Linked DNA regions of Sus scrofa: region 2 is linked to region 1. The links are chromatin contacts, called in public HiChIP or PLAC-seq maps. All regions are on one chromosome and are shown on one strand. The core of a region is the stretch at or near the end of the contact, and the rest is flanking DNA. Distances in the headings are between cores, read along the strand shown.

Region 1 (6,327 bases), core at 657-3,156:
GACTTTTTCACTACTTAATCATCTTTCTTGTCGTTTTAGAATCCTGAAAGCCTGGCTTACCACAGATTATCTGGGTTAGAACTTTCTGAATGGCATGAAAATTAGTGTGTGATATTATGGCAAAACATAGTAGTTAAGCACCTTAGAGGCAGACACACCTGAATTTCAGTCCCAATTCCATCATTAAGAAACCATGAGATCTTTTTTTTTCGGCCACCCATTGGATTCCTGGGCCAGGGATCCAATCAGAGCTGGAGTTGCAACCTATGCCACAGCTGCAGCATGGCTGGATCCTTCACCCACTGTGTCTGTGCCGGGGCGGGGACCAAACCTGAATTGCTGCCACTGCAAAGACACCATTGATCCTGTTGTGCCACAGCGGGAACTCCTGAGATCTTGAACAAGTTCTTTAAGTTTTCTTTACCTCAGTTCCCTCATCTGTAGAATGGGGTTAATAATAGCACCCACCAAGTTCATTCAACAGATATTTAGAGATCAGAGATCTCTCTACTCCGGTGCAGGAAATCTTATAGGATCCAGTAGTTCACAGTGAAGGACATTAACAAAGGCCCTGCTCTCATAAAACTTCTACAAGAGATGTCTGAGTAGAGCTGTTCTTAACCATGACATTTAGTAATGCCAGAACAAATTTCCTGGATGTCCTGGGAAGGAGCTACTGACATCTAGTGGGTAGAGACCAAGAATGCCGCTTAACATTTTACACTGCACAGAACTGCCCCCTATAACAAAGAATCATCTGGCCCCAGGCATCAAGAATGCTGCAGCTGAGACATCTCAGCAGAAAGCAAGCCCCCTTTTAAGTGCAAGCTATGGGTTCATATTAAAGCCTGAATATGTCTGGACTTCATGGTGAAGGAGATCTAACTACTGCCTTCTCTCATAGGATTAACTGAGTATGCATTTGAGAATGTTTCATTACGGCAATGCAGTTAATAGATTTCTTAGAGACACACAATTGTACATTTTTTACTTGTCTTGTCCTTAATTTTCAGTTGATCTCTCAAACCCTAAGAATGCAGGGTTTTGACCTCCTGCTACTTTGTAGGGATAACTAGTATGCTGAGGATATGACTTTCTGCCCCCAAGCCAATTCAACTCCTTTACCTGCTGCTTGTCGTCCAGGGAGGTGGAGATGACAGAGCAGTCTGACAGCAGTTCCTTGCGCACCACAGACCCCAAATCTGCAGCAGTGGACTCAAACATGGGGGAGACTACGACTTCCTCATCCGACAACAAGCCGGCTGGTGGAGAGAGGATCCCTTGCGACATGTTAGCAGGGGAAGCCTAGATCTAAAGAGAGACAAAAGTGGGTAGGGAGGAGAACCTTATGGGATAAAAAGGGCTGCAAATTCTGAGTAAGAACCAATTCCTAGGCCCCAAGACAACTTGGTCTCACTGGCTGAATTCCTGCTCCTCTTTCCCTTCAACTACTAGCAAAGAGAAAGGAAATGAGAGAGAGAGTTAATCATTTAATCCAGTCTGAGGCGGCATTTCCGACCGCGAACAGGAATGAGCAGACACCCAGCTCCAAAAGCAGAAGGCCACACTCCAAGTACGGTGTCTTGCTCTCCGGTGTCGTGGAGGTGGTGTCAGTAGCCCTGGGCTCCTTCAGTCTCTCCCCCAGGCCCACAGTGAGGACAGAGGTATTAAAAAAAAAAAAAAAAAAAAAAAGGATGGCGGCAGTTCTTCTTTCTGAAAGCCTAATTCGCGAGGGCAAGAGCAGGTACCGCAGCTGGGCTCCAGTAGAGCCTCATACTCACCGAAGACACCGCACGTCTCCTCCGGTACCGGCTCACTCACACCCCGCGACGGAACCTGAACCTTCGCAGCTAGACAGCACAACCCCGCCCACGAGGCTCACCTTTGTTACTGATACAATGTTTTAAATTACGCGCTGCGTTCGTTGAGCCAATCAGATAGCGAAACCTGAACCTACCAATCAGCGCAAGGGGACAGACGAGACTGGGAAACGGCTTATTCCGGCCTGACCGCTCTGCTCAAAAGTGGGTCCGGGTTACCAACTGTCGAGGCTTGGTGTTGGGTGATCCTGCAATTCCGCCTTATTACTTTTTCTTGAACCCTGAGGCATCAGCTGCCGTGTTTTGTTCTTTATCACATTCCTTCCCAGGAACGCACAAGAGACCCGGTTTAGGGCACTTGTTCTTCCTGGGGTGGGGTGGGGGACTACATTTCCCAGGAAGCACCGCAACCAAACACCGGGACTCTATTTCCCAGAGTTCTTTTTCTTATACTTTCTTTTTTTAAGGCGTAGCGGACGCTGACGCTCTTCCCTCAGGAGTTGGAGACTTCCGAGCCAAAATGGCGGCAGGGACGGGCAGTAAGTATTTGCACCGCCTTTGTGTGGTAAGTCTTTGTAGAGCCGAGGCCAGGCAACAGCATAGAGAGTAGGAGCAGTGATTTGCCTGAGAGCCCAGGGAGGGCACGAGACTTGAACTCGACGGTGTAGTGAAGCCCAACGGCCGGGGGCCTAGAAGTGTAGTCTTCTCAGTAAGGCCGCCGAGGTTTGAGATAAGCAGCTCAGCGAAATCTTTGTATGTTGGGGAGCTCTGCGGGGTGAGCTGAAAAGGTGCCCTACAGACGGACCGAGACGTTGTGCGCCTTAAGGAGTGGCCGGCATCCCAAAGAGTCATTCAGTTTCTGACGAACGTTTATGAGGCCACTAGTCACAGAGAAATGGGGAGTTTTAACCGCGAGCTTTTTCTGCCACTGGGGAAATCACATTTCGGGCATCTCAGTCATTTATCTCTGTTTCACGGACTGAATATGGCTTTTAGGCCCGGCCAGGGGAAAGGGGAGCGGTGTTACTGAAAGAAGTAAACAACTTTATGCTAAGAAGGAGGCGGGACGGAGGGGAGGTGGCCGCTCGGAATCCTGGGAAATAAGCCCTTAGGTCCAAATTGGAATAAAGCGTTTTTTAAAATTGAGTCTTTCGGGGAGCTGCCCTATCTTAATCTGACATTACTTTTTTTTTTTTTAAACTAAACCATTGTGCCCATGGCATTTGAAGGCAAAACATTTTATTTCTTCAAATACCATAGGCACACTGTTTTAGTTAGGTTATTTACTAGAAAGGTGAAGAATCAAGATTTGGTGATAGTAGCTCACGTTGTCCTTATAGGTTGGGATGTTTAGGCTTTTAGTCTTCTCTTTGAGGCTTAGAACTAGTGTCTCAGTGGTTTTCTATAAGTCTTCTCTACTTTCAGAACATAAGCTGCTGAGTACTGGCCCTACAGAGCCATGGTCCATCCGAGAGAAGCTGTGTTTAGCGTCTTCAGTCATGAGGAGTGGAGATCAAAATTGGTAAGGTATCTAGGTTGTCAGCTTTTTTGGGTATTGGAAACTGTTGAGCGTTGTCTTTTTGGTTATAGCTATACTAGTGGGCATAAAATGATATTTCATTGCGGGTTTGATTTGCATTTTTCTGAACCAATGTTGTTGGAAACCGTTGAGTGCTGAGCATCTATTCATGTTTTTATTGTCTATTTGTGTGTCTTTTGGAGTAATTGCTCAGATCCTTTGGATTATTTTTCATTTTATTATTGAGTTATAAGAATTTTTTATTTATTCTGGACACAAATCCCTTGTCACATACATGATTTGCAAATACTTCTCCTATTTTGTGTGTTGTCTTTCCACTTTCTTTGGTATTGTTGTTATCTCTTGGTATTGCTTACAGCACAAAAGTTTTTGGTTTTGATATGTCCAGTTTGTCTATTTTTTATTCTGTGGCTAGTGTTTTTGGTGTCACAGCTAACAACCATTTACTTCTATGTTTTCTTCTAAGAGCTTTTAACTCTCCACATTCAAATCTTTGATCCATTTTGAGATAATTTTTATGAGGTTATAAGGCAGGGTCACTTGCATGCAACTGTCGTAGGACCTAGTATTTGTTGAAAAGACTATTCTCTTCCTATTGAATTGTCTTGGCATTCAGCATTTAAGTTCCAGAAAGTGGGACTGTCTGTGTCCGGTCTTTTTTGAAACCAGAACAAACTCTTCTCTCTCTCTCTTTTTTTTGGGTTTTTTTTTTTTTTTTTTTTTTTTTTTTGGTCTTTTTAGGGCAGTACTCTCAGCATATGGAGGTTCCCAGGCTAGGGCTTGAATCAGGACAGGCATAGCAATGTGGGATACGAGCCACATTTGCGGCCTATGCCATAGCTCACGGCAATGCCAGATCCTTAACCCACTGAGTGAAGCCAGGGATCAAACTGCATCCTCATGAATCCTAGTTGGGTTCTTTAAACACTGAGCCATGAAGGGAACTCCCGAGGAAACCTTTTAATTGTCTTAAGCATTCTAATTACTTAAGATACAAATATGAGTTTGTATGGTATATCTCTACTTCTGTAACCATTCAAATGAGTTTATGAAAGCATCATCACTTGTCACAGTTAGCACTTCCACAATTTTATGTATTCTTCAAATAGCCTTTCAAAGATAAATCCAGGATATTCCAGGTAGCAGCTGTTCTTGAGCCAGTAAACCCTATGACAAAATGAAACATGCTATTTGATAAATCTCAGCTTGACATTAAATATAACTCAATTCAAATATAAAACTGAATGAATTTTTACACAAAATATCAGGTAAACTAGATTGAAATAGAATGCAATCTGTGTATCTTTTATATTTCTGTTAGAAAAATAGTATAAGAGCACTTAGGTCAAACGTAGGGAGTTCCCACTGTGGCTTAGCAAGTTTAGAACCTGCCATAGGACTAGTTGGCAGGGAAAGAGTTAAGATAACTCAGAGGACACCATCAAGGTGTGCCTGACCCAAATGTACCCAAGCCCAGGGCAGTGACCAGCAGGGAAGGAGTGGGTTCTCAGCTTCAGCTCTCACTGTCAGCACATGCCACTGATTAAAATGTTTAGATTCCTGGAGTTCTCATTGTGGCTCAGCAGTAAGGAACCTGACTAGTATCATGAAGATGCAGGTTCGATCCCTGGCCTTGCTCAGTGGGTTAAGGATCCAGTGTTGCTGTGAGCTGTGATGTAGGTTGCAGTCGCGGCTCGGATCCCGTGTTGCTGTGGCTGTGGTGTAGGCCAGCAGCTGTAGCTCTCATTGAACCCCTAGCCTGGGAACCTCCATATGCCGACGAGGAAGGAGCAACAGAAAGGAAAAAAAAACGAGTGGGAATTCCCTGGTGGCTCAGTGGACTGAGGATCCGGTGTTGTTACTGCTGTGGCATGAGTTTGATCCCTGGCCTGGGAACTTCTATATGCCATGGTTGCAGCCAAAAGAAATAAAAAACAACACACACACACACACACACATAAGAATTTTATCTAAGATAAACTCATGATATGAAATACTGAGTCAAAGAATATATGAGTTTATAAAATTTGCTAAGTATTTCAAATTACCCTCCTCAGAGATTATTTCCATTTATACTCCCTTTGATAATATTTTAAAAGACTTGTTTTTCTATTCTCTGGTTCATGTTACGTGTATTTGATCTTTGACAGTAGAAAAGATGAGAAATAGTTCTCATATCTTTTATTTGCATTTATCCTATGATGAGCGAGTTAAATATCTCCTTGTGTGAAAAAACTGCTTATATTTTCTTTTCTGTAAACTGCTTTTTCCCATTTTTCTATTAGAGTACTAGTCTTTCTTTTTAATTTGGCCAGGGTGGGGCTGGGGAGCGCAGAGGAGTGGCTCCTTTTATATTAGGGAGATTAGCCATTTGTCTGCATTTTGAGGTGCATTAAAAAAAACCCCAAAACCCGGAGTTCCCGTCATGGCGCAATGGTTAACGAATCCGACTAGGAACCATGAGGTTGCGGGTTCAATCCCTGCCCTTGCTCAGTGGGTTAACGATCTGGCGTTGCCGTGAGCTGTGGTGTAGGTCGCAGATGTGGCTCGGATCCCGTGTTGCTGTGGCTTTGGTGTAGGCCGGTGGCTACAGCTCCGATTAGACCCCTAGCCTGGGAACCTCCATATGCCGCAGGAGCGGCCCAAGAAATGGCAAAAAGACAAAAAACAAACAAACAAAAAACCCAAAAACCCAGTATGCTCTTTGGTTTTGCTTTTTACATTAAGACTTTCAATATGTAGTTCTGGGTTTTTTTTTCCCTTTTTCTTTTTTTGACTGTCCAGCAACATATGGAGTTCCTGGGCCAGGGATCAGATCCGAGCTGCAGTTGGGTCCTGCACTGCAGCTGTGCCAACACTGGATCCTTAACCCGCTGTGCCTGGCCAGGGATCAAACCTGCATCCCAGGGCTCCAGAGACGTCACCAGTCCTATTACACCACAGCAGGAACTCCAAAAATGTAGTTTT
Region 2 (6,141 bases), core at 2,062-4,561, 130 kb before region 1:
CAGTGGTTAACGAATCCGACTAGAAACCATGAGGTTGCGGGTTCGATCCTTGCCCTTGCTCAGTGAGTTAACGATCCGGCGTTGCCGTGAGCTGTGGTGTAGGTTGCAGATGCGGCTCGGATCCCGCGTTGCTGTGGCTGTGGTGTAGGCTGGCAGCTACAGCTCCAATTCGACCCCTAGCCTGGGAACCTCCATATGCCGCGGGAGCAGCCCAAGAAATGGCGAAAAGACAAAAAAAAAAAACAAAAACAAACAAACAAACAAACAAAAAACCAGCTCAAAGGAGAGAGACGCCCAAATTGTTATTTCTGTCCTGATTAGTCCAATATTTTATCTTCTAGTCATAAGCAAAGAGAGGTAAACTTTTCCTAAACATCAGAAATATTAATAGGGAACAAAGAGGAACAGTGGTTGTAGGAATGAATTTCTGCTTCAAAACAATCAGAGTAAACAAGGTATTATGTTCTCCTTAGCCTCAAGAGCTGCTATCTTATTATTCTTCTCCAACAGATACTGTACATATTCTCTCATAAGAGAATAAGGAAATGGTACCAGGGTGACTCCATTTACATTTCAACTCTAGAGAGATTGAAAACAACTCTGACTTCACTCAACTAAGTTTTTAGCCTGATCTGACTCAAAGACCATGAATACAATTAATCAAGACTCTTTCTCATGGTCAATTACAGCAGAAGCAAACAAATTCTATCAGAGAACAGGCTTCAAACCCACACAACTGCCTGAGGGGCCTTGCTCAAGGGAGGAGGGGAAGTTAACCTAACATTTCCAAACTGTTCTGCCTATTCCCAGAAATGACCAGCAGGCAGACGGCACACCAGACGTCTAAGTAACATTTGCTAGCAGATACAACTATCAAGAAATCAAGGAGTTCCCATTGTGGCGTAGAGGAAATGAATCCAACTAGGAACCATGAGGTTGTGGGTTCAATCCCTGGCCTCACTCAGTGTGGCCAGCAGCTGTACCTCTGATTAGACCCCTAGCCTGGGAATCTCCATATGGCCCTAAAAAGCAAAAAAAAAAAAAAAAAAAAAAAAAAAAAAAAGAAATCAAATATGGGTCCGATTGGCAAATCTAACCTTTCTTTGCCTCAGTTTACTCATAGGTAAAATGGGCAGAATAACCACACTCTGTCACTGGAAAAATATTATGCCAAATATCACTATGTAAAAAGTATACATCCAAGCCTATACAAATCAGGAGTCCACACAAACTGCCGGGTTTCTCATCCCTCCTATTTGATCTTCTACAAACCCTCAGAATGCCAAAAGTGCTAATACCAACATGAAGAAGGCAATTGGGTTGATCTACTTGGCTGGATCCCAACCTCCTTCACCTGCACACCAAGAGAAGCCCAAAAGGGTTGTTCTGTGACCTTGAGGGCAGACCACTCTCTACCTAGGCAGAAAAAGAGGGGATCCTCTCTACCCACTCTCACCTCAAAAGAAGGCAGACCACAAGGAAATGCAAAGAAATACACCTTCGTGTACTTGGAGTTTAAGGGAAAAAAGGTGTTGGAGAAGTCAGTCATCACTATGGCTAAATAACATTTTCATGCATAATTATTACTACCACTCCGAACAGAGTTCCAGCTTCCTGGGAGCTCCTTTCGGCTGCTTCCCCTATGTTCTTGTAGAAGCTAAAGCTTATATCACTTCTGCTCTTGGTTTCTTAACTCTGCCCTCAAAAATCAACCAGAGAGGGAACCTAACTGCAGGCTTTTACCCCCAGACACCCCAGGCCTCAAGCTGACCAGCCATGAGGAGCAGGGAGTGAAGCAAAACTCTTTTAAGCTCTTCATGAGGCATTTAGCCAAACAGCAAACTTCTAGCCCTCTCTGGGATCAAGGGAAGAGAGTGATTTTGTGTTTTTCTGCATTTTAATTGTTGGGATGTGGCCACACACGGCGGTAATTGGAACAATGCAACTACCACCACGCAACTGATACTCTCTGTCTGAGTTTCCTAAAACAGGCCAGGCTGAGAGGGGGAACAGAACGGAAGCCATAAGGAATCAAACCAGGACACAAAAGAAGGCAAACCAGCTCCACGAGGGGCCTCCTCTTTCTCAGGCAGGCATAGAAAAAAGTGTAAGAAGCCCTCTCTTGCCGCCTTCCTTCCCCTTCCATTTTGTGTATCTGAGGGGCAGACAGCCCTGAACGTTCACTAAACAAGTTAAAACTTCTCAGCTTAACAACTGGCACGGGGCTCAGCCCTACACAGAGCAGCAGGCGGCTAGGCCCTCCTCCAAACCCCACCAGGCCCAACTCTCAATCCAGGGTTTCTCTCCACCATCACCCCCCCAAATAAAGGTTGGACCCCTGCCACCCCGACCCCATGGGTTGGCAGTAATCCCTGACATTAGGGTTTCAGGGATGCTGAGGTTGTGCTGAAACCTGGAGAACCTAGGATCAAGTGAGGCCAAAGGGGAGGAGAGTCAAAAACCCATGGGGACCTTCCCCCTAGGTCCCAGTCCCACAGCTCTGGGGGAGACTAAGGAAAACATGAGGCAGGCATGGAGGTGCATGAACAGGTATGTAGGGACCTGACTGCTCTTCCTCCATATGGCACTGGTGGGGATAAGGGTGACAAGTGGGGAGCACCCCTCCCCCCACCCCAATGAAGAAGCAAAAGGCTAGGCCCCCCTTCCAATCTTCAACCTCTCCCTCGGTTGCCCTGCCTGTCCCGGCGGGGTGGGGCATGGGGCGTCCGCTGCCGCCCCCCCCCCCGGGGGGGCGCCAGGGCACGCTCATGGGGGCTGTCGCTCGTCTCTTCCCAATCAGCTCCCATCACCTGGCCGCGGGAAGCGAACTCAGGACGCAGAGGATGGAGAGGGTCTGGGACTTAGCACTCCGCCACCCCCTCCCCCACCGGGTCCCGTGCTCTCCCCGCGGAGGCGGCCAGCGAGGCCCTGCCTCGCAGGCGGCCAGGCTGGGGGAGGGGAAAAAGGGAAAGAGGGAGGGACGGTCGAGGTGCCCGCCCCGAGGCCACAGCGCCACCTGCCCTCCGCCACCTACCGCGGCTCCTCCAGCTCCCAGGGCCGCGGCCAGAGCAGCTCTGAGCGCTCGGTTCGCCCCACGGTGCCCTTAAAAGGCGCCGGAGCGAACCAACGGGCCCCTGAGGAGAGCGGGGAGATCACCCCGATATGCAGAATCCCCCGAACCGTCCGCGGGGGCTCGAGCACCGCGTCGTTTATCTCTCAAAGCCCTTCTTGGATGGCGCTGTCGGGAAGAGGCCCGGCTCTTTGACTTAGCTACAAGGGTGGGTTCCTCATTATCGAGTCACCCCCTCCAACATATTGGAGAAGGTGGACTGACCCAGTTGGAGGCAAACGTCGAAACCCGCGGGGGAGGCCGCGTCGGCTGAAGGTAAACAAAGCCATCGCCTTCGCCCTCTATTACTACATAGATCCACTTACAGCCCTCAACTCGGTTCCAGTAGTGTAAAAGAACTAATTCAGGTTCCTCTCACCTGCTCTTCTGTCCCACCCTCTACAGCCGCCTTTCTGAAGGAATCCCCTTTCTCCTAGCAGAGGACCCGTCCGCGGCGTGAAGGCTTCTGGGAAGTGTAGTCCAAGCGCCGATTAGGGCCTGCTCTGAGTCCCAGAGCCCCTCTCCCAGCTGCCAGATCGGCTCGAGCCTTAAGAATCCAGGACTTATAACGGTTGCGGGGCCGTTCCTACTTGGTTCTGTAATTAGCCGTTACCCAAAATATCGTAAAGCTGACCAGGGCCCAGGGCTGTTCACTCCTCCTCCCCTACGCACCCCCCCCCAGCAGGATGAGGTAATGGGATTGTGATTATGACATCATAGGCGGTTCAGTTGCTTGCGTGGGGGAGGGGGAAGGGGGAGGGGAAAATTATGGTGGTTACAGCTGGACCACTTTCCTTTAGACAGAAAGGGAGGGAGCAAACAGACAGATGAGGGGAAAATATTGATGGCTCTGTTTTCTCCTCAGGAAGAGGAAACCACCTTTTACAAAATCTCCACCACTCCCACCACCTCCCACCTCAGCCAAAGTTTCAGTCCTTTTTTAAGAATCTGAATATAGTAGTAGGTGAAGAGGTTGTGGAAAAGCTGGGTGATTTCTGGCTCTTATGTCAATTTGAGTCTCAGCTATCGAGAAGGTTTAGAGAGACGGTAAAAAAATGGGAAGATGGGGTGGGTTAAACAATGCCTTCGTGTTATGATCTCTTAAAGGACAGAGTTTTAGACTTCATTTTTAATCGATTGGAAAGAAGTACTGCAAGTAATTTCATTGTCACATTCAGCAACAAGTCCTCTGAAAGACATGTTTTCCCTAAATATTTTGTGCTCCACTCAAGTTTGGGACAGATAATTGTAATCAGCTAGAACGTAGAGCCAGTGGTGGGGATCTTCCTCACAGATCCAGGAAAGGGAGGAGGCAGGAGCCACCAAATCTGCAAGCTGAAAAAGAAAAGTAGAGGGAAAGTGATGTATTTATGAAGAAAATGGGGGGGGGAATATACTGCACACTTGCTTGCCCTGCACATTTCCCTTAGCAAAAGAAGGCACAGGGGCATGAAGTACAAGAGACATGGTTTTCCTGGAGCTCCTGTTGGTGGTGCAGCAGAAACAATCCAACTAGGAACCATGAGGTTGGGATTACATCCCTGGCCTTGCTCAGTGGGTTAAGAATCTGGCATTGCCATGAGCTATGGTGTAGCTTGCAGACGCGGCTCAGATCCTGCGTTGCGTGGCTCTGGCTATGGCCAGCAGCTGTAGCTCTGATTCGACCCCTAGCCTGGGAATCTCCACAAGCCCCAATTGAGGCCCTAAAAAGCCAAAAAAAAAAAAAAAAAAAAAAAAAAAAAAGACAGACATGGTTTCCAATAACTGCTGTTGGTGGAGCACTTATGTTTCAGGCACCATGATGCATACTTTAAATGTGTATTCTCATTTTTGTTTACAATAATAAAATGAGACAAAAATCTATTTGACAGATAAAACAGCAGGAGAGGTTAAGTGACTCCCTTAACAGTGATGGACAGAGGTATTAAAAAGCAGTTGAGGAATTCTCTTGTGGTGCAGTGGGGTAAGGCACTGAAGTGGCTTGAGTTGCTGCTGTGGCATGGGTTACATCCCTGGCCCAGGAACTTCAGCATGCTGAGGTGGATGTGGGAGGAAAGCAGTCTTAGGCTCTAAAACCTCTGATCTTCACCATTAGGTGATCCCTCTTTTTATTTAATAATAAAAGACCATGCTTACTATACTTAAATGGTTGAGTAAATACTGAAAGAAACTGAGACACTTAAAACCCTCCAAGTGAGGTTTCAGGTCTCATTTCAAAGGAAGATGACACTCATTTCATCAAGTATAAAATAGCTTCCCCAGTGCAGCTCAACATCTCTCCCATTACTAACTTTAACTAGATCTCCTTATGCCACTTTTGCTTCAGGTTTTTTTTTTTTTGTTTTTTTTTTTTTTTGTCTCTTGCGTTTTCTTGGGCCACTCCCGTGGCATATGGAAGTTCCCAGGCTAGGGGTCGAATCGGAGCTGTAGCCGCCGCCTACGCCAGAGGCACAGCACTGTGGGATCCCAGCCGTGTCTTCAACCCATACGACAAGCTCACGACAACGCCAGATCCTTAACCCACTAAGCAAGGCCAGGGATCGAACCCACAACCTCATGGTTCCTAGGCGGATTCGTGAACCACTACGCCACGACGGGAACTCCCTTCAACGGTTTTTTTTTTTTTTTTTTTTTTTTTAACTCATGTCTTGCAATTTGTCCTGCTCTCTTATTTTCCTTCTTTTGTTCTTGGGCTACTACCTTGAACCCCATCATAACTCTGGCCTCCTAGGCCAGATCCCATCTCTGACCCTGCTCCAATGGATTGCAGCAGAGGATACTACCTGGGTTCCCTTCTGGTCTCCATCCAGATTCCCTGAGGGTTGCAAAGGGGAAGAATCCATTGGCTCTAAGAGATTCTCCATTCCCCACCTAGAGAGACGGTAGAGTCAAAGGAACATGAACCTCATTCACACTCTCCCTTTTCAGCCAGTGAAAGCTAAACCTCTGCAAAGTGGAGAGAGGTGGGGCTTAGTCCATCACTCAAAGAAGGAACCAGGAATAGTGCACACACCCCTCAGCCTGCAGAGGCT

What was found. HiChIP or PLAC-seq counts read pairs in DNA pulled down with a chosen protein or histone mark.
Region 2: a contact with region 1 is called in an H3K27ac HiChIP or PLAC-seq map of alveolar macrophages. The contact joins the promoter of FAM53C here to the promoter of KIF20A in region 1. A contact is called at or near these places in 1 of 5 promoter capture datasets (fetal liver) and 1 of 2 datasets of contacts at active chromatin or transcription factors (alveolar macrophages).

Annotation. Positions count from the first base shown.
Region 1 is chr2:140,197,896-140,204,222 of Sscrofa11.1, reverse strand. It overlaps KIF20A (kinesin-like protein KIF20A), which reads right to left and starts at 1,906. Exons shown (of 19, transcript XM_003123952.6): 1 at 1,782-1,906; 2 at 1,126-1,311. The coding sequence starts at 1,290. It overlaps BRD8 (bromodomain-containing protein 8), which reads left to right and starts at 1,976. Exons shown (of 24, transcript XM_005661688.3): 1 at 1,976-2,024; 2 at 2,288-2,359; 3 at 3,246-3,342. The coding sequence starts at 2,341.
Region 2 is chr2:140,327,771-140,333,911 of Sscrofa11.1, reverse strand. It overlaps FAM53C (protein FAM53C), which reads right to left and starts at 3,311. Exons shown (of 5, transcript XM_005661691.3): 1 at 3,035-3,311. It overlaps LOC100515533 (oocyte-specific histone RNA stem-loop-binding protein 2), which reads right to left. Exons shown (of 8, transcript XM_021084840.1): 6 at 6,123-6,141; 7 at 5,893-5,980; 8 at 3,667-4,444. The coding sequence ends at 4,337.